Linked DNA regions of Mus musculus: region 2 is linked to region 1. Evidence: chromatin contacts called from public HiChIP or PLAC-seq data. All regions are on one chromosome and are shown on one strand. The core of a region is the stretch at or near the end of the contact, and the rest is flanking DNA. Distances in the headings are between cores, read along the strand shown. Region 1 holds the start of Wdfy1 (WD repeat and FYVE domain containing 1). Region 2 overlaps Acsl3 (acyl-CoA synthetase long-chain family member 3).

Region 1 (6,627 bases), core at 3,266-5,765:
TCTCATGTACCCCAACAGAGTTCAGACTCACTATGTCGCTAAGGATCATTTTGAACTTCTAATCCTCTACACTGGGATTGCAAGTGTGTGTGCTACCATAGCCATTTTGTGAGGTTCTGGGCCTCATACACACTACTCACAAACTCTCCTACCTCAACTTCGTCCAATGAGCAGAATCTCTGAACACCTCCTTAGAGACTAACTGCCTTTCTTACTTATTTTGAACCACCACATCGTCCTCAGAACAGGAATAAACTCGGTTCCTCTTGTTTGTTGCCAACCACTGAGCACCTCTGGCCCTGCCGGTGTCTACAAGGTGCATGCCATCTGTATGCCTTGACCTTCTGAGGTGTCATCTGTAGGGCAGGAAATAGTGCCACTCCTCCATACCGTGTAAACAGCCTGCACTCGCCTACTTCTCGCCTTCGCCTGGAGACCCAGTAGACATCCTCAGACATTTTCCTGCTGAAAACTGAAGTTCATACCAGTTTCTTCCTCATCTTCTCATCTTGGAAAGTGGTAACACCAGTTTTCTAGTTACGTGGCCCTAGTTTTTAATCTTGCTTTCATAGTCTGAGTCTGTCCTATTTTGCTGCCTGTTGCTGTGATAAACAGCATGAACAAAACAACTTGCAGAAGAAAGGATTTATCTTTCACTTTCACATCACTGTCTGTCATTGAGGGAAATCATCAAAACAGGAAAGACCCCAGAGGCACAAACCGAAGCAGAGGCCATGGAGAAATGCTGCTTACTGGATTATCCCACCTGGCTAGCTCAGCTATATTTCTTGTACCATATAGGACCATGGCCAAGGGGTGGCACCATCCACATTGGGCTGGGTCCTCCTCCATCAATCATTATTCACACACATACACCCCAAAACCAGAGTTGTCTACAGACCAATCTGATAGAGACAATTCCTCAATTGCCATTCCCTCTTCTCAGATGACTCTGGCTTACATCAGGTTGACAAAATGCTAGCCATCACAGTGTCTAAGAGATCTCACTAGCTTCACCTTCTAGATATGTCTATCATCTGATGTCTAATCATCTTTGGACTCCTTAGAGGCTACCATCATTTCCCAGTTAACCTATTTCATTACCTTCCCGGGGGACAACCTTGCTACTCTTCTTTCTTTTAAATTTTTGAAGAAGCCGGGCTTGGTAGTGGAGGCCTCTAATCCATCTTTTGAGTCAGGAGGATCAGTAAGTTGAAGGCTTTCTTGCAGAATGGAGTTGGTTCCAGGACAACCTGGGCAATGAATGGAGCATCAGTCTCCAAACAGAAAGTAAAATGGAAGAAGCAGGGGGGGATAAGTGTGAGTGGGAGTGCACAGGACTGACATGTGTGAAGCCCTGGTTCCACATGTACACATGTTGTCCCTCAGTACAACATAAAACCAATCATCAATCAATTGCTCAAATTAGAAGTAGCTGTACATGATTGCACACACCTATAATTCCAGCACTAGGGAATCTGAGGCAGGAGGACTGTGAGTTCAAAACCATCTTGGCTATATAGCAAGATTTTATCAAACCCAAAATCTTTACAAGTTCTCTGGGCTGAGCATTATCTATTCTGTCTGTCTTATCTTTCTCACTCACACCCTGCCCTACCGTAGCATAACAGGTTGCTGTCTTCTTACCACAGATCTCTGCTCACCTCTGGGCAAAAACATATTCTATTTCCTTGTCTAGGAGAGCATTCTGCCCACTTTCCATAGGGCTTACTGTTAGGGTCCAAGAATTGCTGAAGGAAGACACCAGACTCAGATAGTATGCATAGGCAAAGAGTGTTTATTCTACATGCAAGGGTCAACCGTTCATCAAAATGGCAACCACTAGAGGGGCTTGTAAGCCCCTTTTTATGTAAGGCTAGGGGAAATTTCCAGAAGGATTAAGTAACCTCTAATATTATCAGTAGTGGCAAAGCAGTGACATTGGTACAATTCTGATTGGTTGCTAAGTTTGTTTCATTATAATTGGTGAGACCATGAAGAATTTTGGAAGCCAGCTCAGTTCCGGCCTTGTTATCTCCTCCAGCTAAGTGTCCTAGGAGGTGACTCAGATCCAGACTTATCCTCTGTAGGTCGGAGTCATCACTGACTAAAGATCCATTGTCAGTGGCTCCCTCTGAAGAGAACAGTATGTTACTGGGGGAATTGAAAATTTTTATTTCCAAGAGTATCAAGGTCCTTGACCTTTTCACATTACTTCTAACTGACTTAAACATCTTTGCAAGGAGGCCTGGTCACCTGCCTCAGATTGTATTCGCTCCAAGCAGAGACTGAGCTAGAAGTTGCCACCCAGGATATTAGAGCCTAATACCTGTGTAGGGAAGGGTGCTAGCAAGATTAGGCAGGAATAATTGTTAGTAGTAGAGGGCTGGTCAAGCCCCACTCAGGCCAAGCTCTGGAGACAGTGTTGAGTAGCAATGTGTCCTGAGGGTCAGTCGGATCTTTGTGTTTCTGTCTTGATTAGTTGTAAAATACAAGATGTCCTACAAAAGACATGGCTGGCACCTGGGGCCTATCAGCAGCTGAAGCAGAACCGGAAGCACCCAAAGGCTAGAGACTGTGGTCATATTTCTTCACTGAAGGTGGCTCTCTCTGGTCATCTATGCGTTCTCCACACCAGTAGCTCGAATTCTAACTCTGTCTGAGCTACCTCTCGTTCCTCTGTTTTCTTCACTACACCCGAAATTATCTAGTGTAGGATATGATCTAATTTATTTCACTTATTATTTGTTTTCTTCAGTGGAATGTCAGCCCTTTCTCTGTCCTGTCTGATTCTGTTATTACTGTAGCTAGAATTCTGTGTTCTGTGACACATGAACAAATGTCTAAGTACCCCAGATAGGGAATCAACAACACTCTAGAGATGCCACTAAAATCCAGTTTGGTGAACCAGTGAGTTTTATCAGGGTTACTTACAAGAGCATATAGGTAAGGGGTTATTTTCAGGAGCAGAAACGACCCAGAAGACAGTTATATCACCCCAGAGTTCACTTGAGCACAGGTGACAGCTCATGAAAGCTGGAAATCCGGAGCACAATGCACAGCCTGCAAACAGCTTCACAGGTTGGAGAGTGTCATCCTTAGGCAGTTGCCATGTGCTCTTCTAGGACACACAGCCAGCCTCTGCTTCTTCTAGGCACGGCCTTGCCTGATCTCGATTTCTTCCAGGCAGCCAAATAAGTCTGGGCTCCTCCCACGCAGCTGGAAGCTCAGCTTATCTGTCAGTCTCTCAGTCATTTTTATACTTCTACATGCTTAGGGAGGGGCCTAGACTATCCGGTCAGTTTCAGGAACTTCCTCAAGCTATTTTGAGTTGTTCACTTTCGGAGCACCAGAAGCTTCCCCGAGGCAGCAAAGTTTCACCTTCTCTTCGAACACCCTGTGAGCACCCTCTGTCTTACTGAGCTTCCCTCTCAGATGAACTCTTTTAACCTCAGAGAAAACTGCTACCCAACACTCAGAACCTTGTACTTTCTAAGTAAGAATTTTCCCGCTGGATTAGTTACCTTTTTCACTGCTGTGAAGCAAACTACCAGACTAAAGGCAACTGAAGGAAGGAAGGAAGGAAGGGGTTATTTTAGTTCAGGGTTTGTGGGTCAAGAACCCGTGGTTTGTGTGTACTGCAGTTTGGGTAATAGTAGTAACAGCGTGTGTGGGATGAAGGGCTGAAAAGGGAGCTGTGTGAAATTCTGACTGGGTTTCTCGATTATGGCCCTTAAAACATACTATCAGTGTCGTCCAGCCAAAACCCATCAGGAATTCACCTGCAGTTGGACAAGTGAGGTTGGCTGTGTGTTAGCAGAGGGTGCCTCGTGGAGAGGGAGCCATTTGGCATCTGGGTAACACAGCAACTGAAGGATAAGGGTTGGTGCTGGGTGATTTGGAGAAGGTTTAAGGAAAAAGAGCTTTTCTTCGGACAGGAAGTTGGCAGGAAATGGTGGTGTTGAGGGGCGGGCTGAGGTAAATAAAAAATTGTATATTCTAACTGGAGGAGAAAGCTGTAACTGGGGGTGGGGGTGGGGAGATAGTCACAATCTCCTGAACAGAAAAGTGTCCCATTGTGGTAGTTTGCACAATGTTAACAATCATAGAGTAGAATTATGCACAGGCTATGAGCGTTTGGATGATGGTACCAGTCGCAGCTCCCAGGGGGAGCTGCTTGTGAGTTTTTTTTTTTTTTCCACCTTTTAACAAGCCTGAAATTGGGGTGTGTCTTTCAAACAATGGCTTCTTAGGGTGGATGCGGTGCGATACTGTTTGAGGGGCAGGTGCTTGTGTTCTGCTACTGCTCAGCTCAATCCGTTTCCGGGAGAATTATTTGGCTTTTTAACCTTCACCAAGATCCTGTTTTTTGTTGTTGTTTTTGTTTTTGTTTTTTTAGGGTTCCTTCCGGGGTCACAGAATTATAACTGTGCGGCTTCACCAAGTACTACGGGAATCTGCGGCAGTGCTCGCGAGCTTACGGCGGCGTGGAGCACACGCGGCTGGGTTGCCCTAAGCAACCGGCGCGTCCCCGCCCGGCGGTCAGCTGATGGGCCGCCCGCGGGGGAGGCCGCGGCTCGAACATGGCGGCGGAGATCCACTCCAGGCCTCAGAGCAGCCGCCCGGTGCTGCTGAGCAAGATAGAGGGCCACCAGGACGCCGTCACCGCCGCGCTGCTCATCCCCAAGGAGGACGGCGTGATCACCGCTAGCGAGGACAGGTAGAGTCTGGGAGCACGCGGGGGCCGGGGCGTGAGGTGGTGACGACCACGAGGCGTGGGGATCGTGGGGTCCGCGATTCTGCCTCCCTTCTTGTTGTCACCCCGGACGGAGCGGCCACCCTCTCTCCCACGTCCCCGTAGTCCACCGAGATCCTGGTGCCGTCAGGCGGATCTGTCTTACTCCCCTAGTCTGGGACCTATCCCCCTCCGCGCGCCTTTAGTCTTGGGAACCCCAACAGCCCCAGACCGTCCCACTGCGCCCTTTCAGTCCGGAATCAGGTTCTCCAGCGCCCCCTTTATCACGGGACCCCGACCCAGACCCACAGACTCTTCTGTCCCTGGACCCCGTCCTATAGCACCATAAACCACTGACCAACCCTCCAGATCCCCTCCAGTCTCGGGACCCTGTTCCACAATTCATCTCCAGTCTGGGACCCTGATCCACAGGGCTCATCCCACTCAGGACCCACCCATTCTGGGACCCTGGACCTCACACGACCTCTCTAGTCCAAAGTCTTTCTTCAAAGGTCTTTAGTTCCGGACCTTCGCCACACCCTTCTAACCTGGGACCTAGTCCCTCCATCTCCCCATCCTGACAGAACCCCTGTTCCCACCGCTGGCTTGCAGTCCAGGGTTCCCAGTGCACACCCCTGCGAGTCGGTACTCCAGTCCTAGCTTCTAGCTAGCCTCTTGCCCCCGTTGCCGTCCTGTCCCGTGGTGCTGCTCCAACCTTTGCCTCCTGTGTCTTCCTGGCTGGGGCTTACCTGGTGCTCCAGAGTTCCTGTGTTCTCCTGGGACCGTTCCAAGTCCCAGAGGACTAGTAGCTAATTACCTTGGGACCTGGTGCGGCTGTTTATTCCTTACATGGAACCCCACGGGCATTCACCTCTTCCTTCTAATTTGTTTGGGGGCTGAGGTTAGGTTGTATACTTTCCTGTGCTTCTCCTGGCTTCAGGGTCAGTTGTTTGTTTGTTTGTTTGAACCATAGCTGCTAGAACTATCTGAACTCTTACTGACCAAAGAGTTTTCGATTTTTGTACAAAAAGTGATTAGTTAGTTCTTTAAAAGTCCAGATGCACTTATTTTAAAAGGAAAATTTATTTACAAATAAGTAATTTTATTTACAAGTAATTTAGCCCCACAAGTAGGAAACAGAAGGTCATTTACCACAAGACTAAAACAAGCCGTTATCAATGTTCCTATGTAGTTCTGCCGGTGGTCACTTGCCACACTTCAGAAAAGATTCATTTGGTCCAGTGACTTCATTTTACTCAAGAGGGAACCGGAACCACGAAGTGTTACTAGTTTCTCTGCGTCGTCCAGGAGTACTGAGGAAACATGGAACCCAGGACTTGTCATTTGCCCTCTGACTCTCAAGGCAGTATAAAGTGATTGGAGAAATAGCCCATGTTTTAAAATTGTAGCAAGTTTGAAACCTTAAAGGGTTAAAAAGGAGGTTGAGGGAAACAGTTTACTTGTCTTAAGAAGTGATAGGCCCAAACTGGAAGGGCTTTGGCCAGCACATCTACCTTTCTCTCTAAGCTGGAGGCAGAGGCCAGCCTTTTGTGTGGGTGAAAAGGAGGGCTGCCCTGTATGGGAAAGGGAAACTTGAAGCCCCCAGCTCCGGGCTGGGCCTTTGTGTTTGGCTTTTGAAGGAGCTTAGTTGGGGCCTTGTTTTCAGGTAGTGAGCTTGTTTTGTTCCTCCGGTTTACCTGTAACTGAGCTGGAGGTGGTGTGGGACTGCTAGTATCCTTGTCTGGCTGTGTGAAACAGAAGTGGTCAGGGGAGAGTGGGAACCTGAGACTGGAGAGAAGGGAATGTAAGCCAGGCAAATAGCAGAATAGTGGTATTTGTGTGATGCAAACAGAATTTAGACAACAGCTTATTAGAGTCAGCCAGCTTTATTT
Region 2 (6,572 bases), core at 2,500-4,999, 1.1 Mb after region 1:
AGGCATCTGTCACCAGACCAGTTTCGGGAGTCCATGGGTCAGGGCTCAAACGTATTTTTAGTGGAATTTCAAACTTTTCCAGACTTGCTGAAATGAAGAAAACACAACACTAAAAACCCACACCCACAAGAGATGAAGTCAAAGTTCTCAGCAAACGGGTGCTCTTTGAGGCCCGCCCACCAAGTACCCAACAGAACAAGCAACCCCAATAGCATCAGGCCCACTCTTGATATTCAAAGATATGTTTTTGAAATATGAGAACTATAATAGCAAAAAACATTTAACAAATTATTTATCCATAGGAGAATAAATTAAATAAATGATATAGGTGTAAGATATACAGAAAGCAGTTCTGCCATTAAAACAACTCATTTACATGGGGATCCAACCCATGATCAAGCTACAAAAGGACAGCACACAGCACTAGCAAGACAGGCGAGAGAGCATAGACTCACTGGGCCAGGACACACACCACACTACCCCGTGCAGTCCAGGGACTGGAATCTGAGAGGGAGGAGTTTTACTTCAAGGAGAATGAGATATTTGCAGGAAAATGGATAAATGTGACTGACCAGCTTCCTCAAGCTTTCTGCCACCCTGAGCTTCCCACCGTCAAGGACTGTAGCCTGAACTGTGAGCCAAAAGTCTCTCTCCCTTAAGTCCAAGTGCTTTTAGCAGGAGACAGGAAAAATAACTAAGACACTGGTAAATTCCATATTATATAACTATTATAATAGTGCCATGCATACAATTTAAAAGAACACCTCAAATTTTTAAAATGTTTATTTTAAACTCAGTTTAGAAGATACTGCATGCTCTACAGAAGGGCTTGCACGGTGGAAACCGTTTACAGGCAGGAATGGATGCATTCCAGCCCTTTTAAGCTAACTGTTTCATAGACGAGGACATTTTTTCCATCTCACTTCTATGGACTGGCTTGCCAGCATACTCACCTGAAATAGCAGCTTCAGAAAGCACTTTAAGGACCTCATTTTCCATCTCGCTGCTGTTACACAGCTCTTCCCAAGTTCCTTTAAATCCTTTTGTTCTAGCTAGCTCTGTAAGTTCCTTTTGATTTGGCACAACAAACCCAATTACGTAAGAATGGTAGCTGAAACACACAAAGGATAACTTAGTCAAGGACCAAAGTTAACACGTACTGCGCTTACTAATCGTCTTAGCACTCTATAGCCAACTCTTTATTACTGGAAAACCCACAAACATCCATAAAAATCACATGTCATATTTATCTCATGCAATGCCTCTGACCACTTAGTCACAGTACATTTGAGAGCTCTGGCAGAGTTCATTGCAAACAAACCGCAACCTGAGAAATTCTAAGTGTCTAACTACTATAAGTAGAAATATACACTTTTAAAGAACGTTTTCATTTTTTCATTTATCTTTGAAATGATTAGTAAATTCGTGGAATCGAGGTAAGAAGAGTAAAACCTGTAAACTATCTTTCTACAGAATTGTAGCAGCAAGTTTAAATCATGTGATGAGCCAGGTTTAATCCCAGCACTCAGAAGGCAGACGGATGTCTTAAGTTCAAGGGTAGCCTGTAACAATGCTATTGGAAGAATTGTATCATCAAAGGAACTTAGTATGCACAAAGACAGGCACTATTTTGAGAAATGCAGAACAGCATAATTGCTGGACAGAGAGCCTGTGGACCCCACAATAGACAGGCAGGAGGATTGCCATGAATTCAGGACCAGCCTAACCCTGAGGAAATGACAGCACCGTGACAAGAAAAGGACACTTGGAGTTATTCTTAAGTAAATAAAACCCATCTCTAGAGCAAAGCTGAAGAAAACAAATGGCTTTTTAAAGCGCAGTCACTGATGCGTCCATGTACAGGGTGCTAACTGGTCGAGTCTAAGCACATATTTCAAAAATCCCACCATCTTAGAAAGGACATAATAGTTGCATGCCTTTAATTCCAGCGGCACTTGGGAGGCAGAGGCAGGTAGTTCAAGGGTGGCCCAGTCCAGAGTGAGTTCCAGGACAGCCAGGACTATATAGCGAGAACTCACAAAACAACAAAATCCAGTCTCTGAAACATTTCTGGTTCTAATTATTTCAGAAGACAACTATTCCACCGGAAGCTCTACCTCCCAGGATGCAGCCCAAAGTCCTCTTCTAAGTTGATTGTCCTACGACACCCATGACTATGTCAGCTGCTACAGACAGGTTACTAGCCTTGTGCACAGACATGTGACTGTGATTACTGGTCATACGATTAAGTTACTTCACTTACTATTACAGAAATGCAGTCAGGTCTAATCTCAGATTCCATCAGTTCCCAATACACCTCTAGGCTTCTAAATTTACACTTCCATTCCCTGCTGCCTATGATATCCTGGGCTGTGAGGTTGTGGTGAGCCAGGCCAGCAGGAAGCATGGCCAAGCTGCAGGTCAGGACAGAAGAGAGGACTGTAGGGAGCTACTACTTATGCCCTTGCAGCTGACTGGGTCTGCAAAGCCTCCCTGTGCAGAGGTACTGAGGCAGCATAAGAACTTATTTCCCCAACTCTGTCACTCAGGACACTTACAGAGGAGAGCATCCCAGGAAGTTCCGGCTCACTAGCTATGCAGAGGAGGTGGTGGCCCCACAGGGGCTTCGACTGCTCACGGCACACCCAGCACACCCACCAACTTTTATACCGCAGCACACGGCTGCAACTGCTCACGGCACACCTGCCAACTTCTAGACCGCAGCCCAGACTCCAGGAGCTCACCTGTTTGCATACGCACAAATGTTATCTATCAGTGGGAGGTTCTTCAAAGCTGCCTCTACTTTCCCGAGAGAAACGTACTCTCCTGCCTGTAGTTTCACAAGGTCCTTTTTACGGTCTGCAAAGGGCAAAGGCAGAAATATTGAGAACAGTCATTAACACCTTAAGCACATAGGAATACTCTCACCAAGTCATTTAAAACTTTTCTCAACTAAGCATGGATGGCTGCCCTAAAGTTGAGATTATACAATAAAGTCAGACCCTAATCTTTTACAATTAAGTAAATTCTCTTGTGGAAAATATTGTACTTAAGGGACATCATCCTTATGGCTTGAATATATTCTGCTGAGCTGCTGCGCTCCTGACACTCACTAGTGCAGAGGGAAAGCAGCTTTGCACTGCAATGGGCAAAGGCACACCAGGAAAGAGGAACAGAAACACAGCACCCACACAACACAGCCAACTTGTGGGCTGGGAAGGAATCCTTGCAAGTGGGGCCTGAAGTGACTTTTATTGACCGGAGCTGTGTCAACTCAAACACTGAAGCATAAAGAGGAAGGAAACAATTCAAGAGGTGGGAGGTGAATGGCAGCTGGGTGATAGAGGCTCCCTGAACACAACCCCTAGCAGCTATTAAAGGTTTCTTAGAACTATGAGGTGTCGTCATTACACACTGGAAGTGGAAAGGTTTGGAGAGGTGTGCAGCAGCACAGCGGAGATCCTTATGATAGATAGGGTGGCACAGGCCTAGGCCTGACCCGCAAATGTGCAGAGAGGCAGACGATGCTTTGGAAGCCGTCTGCCTTTCTCAGTGAGACAGGATGTGGAGCAGAGGTCGGGAAGCCTCAGCTCCTTTTGGCCTTCAGGGTATCAAGACCAGGTGTTGTCAACAATTTCCTACAGGACAAAACTCTCAATGAAACTTTCTAACCTGCAGGGAAGCGCCGCAAGATCCACATGTCATAAAAACAGGAGGCCCACTGAGGAAATGACTCAGAAGCCCTAGGACAGCAGTTCTCTGTTGCAGCATAGTAAGGTTGAGAACCAGTACACTAGAAGTCCCTGACGCTCACCAGACGCACTCGACTCCTCCCTCCTCAAGCTTGCACAAGCAGTAAAGACTTCTAAGAGACACTGTCAAATAAACCAAGCAAGCTGCCCAGAGGATGCTCAGACCAACTGGGCTGCCAAGAAGAGACTGCTTCACCTTGTCAAGCTGCCAGCAAGGTCAAGCAGGACGCTCCAGGACGCCAGCTTCTGTGGGCTCTCACCCATGCTGGGGTGGACTTTCGCTGCTGCTGCATCTGTCTCTAGTCATTCCTGCTCACCTGCACTCACTCCATAAGGAACTCCAGTGACACTCACTAGTTCACCAAGTTGGACGCTGGTGGCACCAGCATTTAGTCTGTCATCTGTCCCCTATGTGGGGTAAGCAGATGCTTGCTTGTGTCTCCCAGGAAGCCCCGAATAACCCCAGGATGCATCTGGCACTACTGAAGCTGAACAAACTGCAGCAGAAGCACGAAAGGTGTTTTGCCTTGTAGGTCACAGTACTTGACTTGCCAGGCTTTCCTTGGTTTTCCTGGGCAAAGCCAGGACTAAGTTCAGACCACAAGCACTGCACAATAACCTAGCCAGGCAGCTAACAAAAACAAGCATTCCCTACACCAACAGTAGAGAGTGACTAATGACCACAAATCTGTGGCTGAACAGCTTTTGCAACCGTATTCATAACATGCCAAGCTTTAAGAACACTTTAGTCTCTCTTTAAAATGTTATATTTCAGAAATGATATAAAAGCCCCCCTCAATATTACAGAGATAAGCTCTTTCACTAGTAAAACAGTCTCTGTAAACACAGGCACCACTTTGTAAAGTCATCTGGGAAAACACTTTCAAGAAAGAATTCAGAGGCTTAAAAGATGACTCAACATTTAAGACCATGTAGTACTCTGGCAGAGGACCTGGGTTCAGTTCCCAGCACCCATATGGTGGTGGCTCACAACCATCTGTAACTCCAGCTCCAGAGGACTTGGCCACCCTCTTCTGACCTCCGAGGACATCGTGCATACATGCAGTACACATACATACATGGAGGCAAAACAGTCATACACATAAGCTTTTTAAAAGGACGCAATACTCACCAATGATCTTCAGACAGCCGTCAGGGTCAAACTCTCCAATATCTCCAGTGCACAGCCACCGCTGTCCATTTTCATCTTCAAAGAAATCTGTCTTTGTTTTTGCTTCATTTTTGTAGTACCCCATTGTCACATTTTGGCCACCAATAAGAATTTCACCTCTGGGATGTGGTTTGTCAGTATTAAAATAGCCACCTAATTAATAAACACAAAATAACACATATAGGTATTATACAAATATTCTAAACTATTAGTTTCTAAGTGTAGACATCTTATTTTAACCAATTAAGAGACTCCAAGAGAAACAAACTAGACCGTGTAACTAAACATTATCAATAAGCTAGAGACAAATTCTCAGTTGTTAAATAATGAACATCCATGCTTTTAAGCTACTATTCCAGTCTAAAACCCAGCATCCTCCACCTACTATGTAAAATAATTATACAGGTTCTACTCAGTCTATACATCAAACTATAAAAGTACTGTCACATATTAAATAATACAACAGACCCCTTTGTAAAATCACATTATTATATAGTGAGAAATTTGTTCTTTCAGATAATTTCAGTTTAACTCTGGGCTTAAATTTATTGAATATATTTCTAACTTCTGCTAAAAACAGTTGAGAAATTTTATCAAACCCTTAGAGCCTTTAGAAAGTTATGTCCCAATAATTCAAATAACCTACATGCCTTAATATGTCACAAACATTTTACAATACTTTTTATTTCAAAATAAAATAAACAATAAACTTTTTAATAGAATTATTTTAAAAATTACTTCCTTCCAACATATGCTTAAAGCCCTCAGGGAAAAGGAAAAAAAATATAAAAATACACATGGAGCAAATGTGATTTTTTTTTTCTTCTGAAAATTAAATTATCACTACTCTTTTATCACATTTATTCTCCCTCCTCCCCCTACCTCTGTGTGTGTGTGTGTGTGTGTGTGTGTGTATCCATGTGCATGTGAACTACAGCATATGTGTAAAAGTCAATTCTATTTGACAACCACATGGGTTCTAAGGATTGAACTCGGGTCTTAAGGGTCATAGACAAGTGCTTAACCCAATGAGCTATCATGCCATCCCTCCTAACTTAATAACACGAGTTTTTGCTATCATTTTTACTTGAATTTTTGTAAGAAAATGATAAGCAAGAGACTGGAGAGACTGCTCAGTCAGTAAAGAGCTGCTGTGCAAGTAAGAGACATGAGTTGAATTGGCAAAAATCATTTACAAAAGCCATGCCTGGTGCATAAGCTTGTCATCTCCACAGACAGGGATAGCAACAGTGAGATTCCGGGGGCTCGCTGTCCAGCCACCCTAGCTCAACCCGCAAGTCTCAGACTAAGAAACCAGGGTAGACATGGCTCCTGAGGAATGACAGATCTCTGTCTGGCCTCTACGTACAGGAACATACATACACACACACACACACACACACACACACACACACACACACTAAAAATAATCTATCTTTAGATCGATGCAGGCTAAGTACACCTGTTCAGCTCTAGATAAAACACATGTAATATAATGAACAAAATGAGCACTTAGAATTTTACATTCTAAAATATGGAACCAAAGAAACTAGAACACAATTCCCACTTCAATCTAAAAATAGGCTGTTACCTTCCTCCCAGTTCTTTAATTTGATTTCACAGCAAACTAATGGTGCTCCCACTCTGCC

The links. HiChIP or PLAC-seq counts read pairs in DNA pulled down with a chosen protein or histone mark.
Region 2: a contact with region 1 is called in an H3K27ac HiChIP or PLAC-seq map of large pre-B cells, with 14 times the contacts expected there. The contact joins the enhancer-like site here to the promoter of Wdfy1 in region 1. A contact is called at or near these places in 10 of 39 promoter capture datasets (the 3T3-L1 cell line, the C10 cell line, the HPC-7 cell line and 6 more), 12 of 484 Hi-C or Micro-C datasets (the C10 cell line, the G1E-ER4 cell line, the HPC-7 cell line and 9 more) and 13 of 115 datasets of contacts at active chromatin or transcription factors (the 230-238 cell line, the NIH/3T3 cell line, acute myeloid leukemia and 8 more).

The regions. Positions count from the first base shown.
Region 1 is chr1:79,759,657-79,766,283 of GRCm38.p6, reverse strand. Wdfy1 (WD repeat and FYVE domain containing 1) reads left to right here and starts at 4,515. Exons shown (of 12, transcript NM_001111279.1): 1 at 4,515-4,720. The coding sequence starts at 4,584.
Region 2 is chr1:78,699,773-78,706,344 of GRCm38.p6, reverse strand. It overlaps Acsl3 (acyl-CoA synthetase long-chain family member 3), which reads right to left. Exons shown (of 15, transcript NM_001033606.2): 11 at 6,515-6,572; 12 at 4,885-5,076; 13 at 2,745-2,859; 14 at 954-1,111; 15 at 1-87. Among named protein-coding and RNA genes, the nearest start is that of Gm38631, 17 kb to the left of the region's middle. Within about 2 kb of position 3,749, at least 95 of the 459 cell types and tissues checked have an H3K27ac peak or open chromatin away from gene starts, as enhancers often do. A contact at or near this core is called in the 230-238 cell line, the HPC-7 cell line, Th2 cells and 2 more, where this site is marked.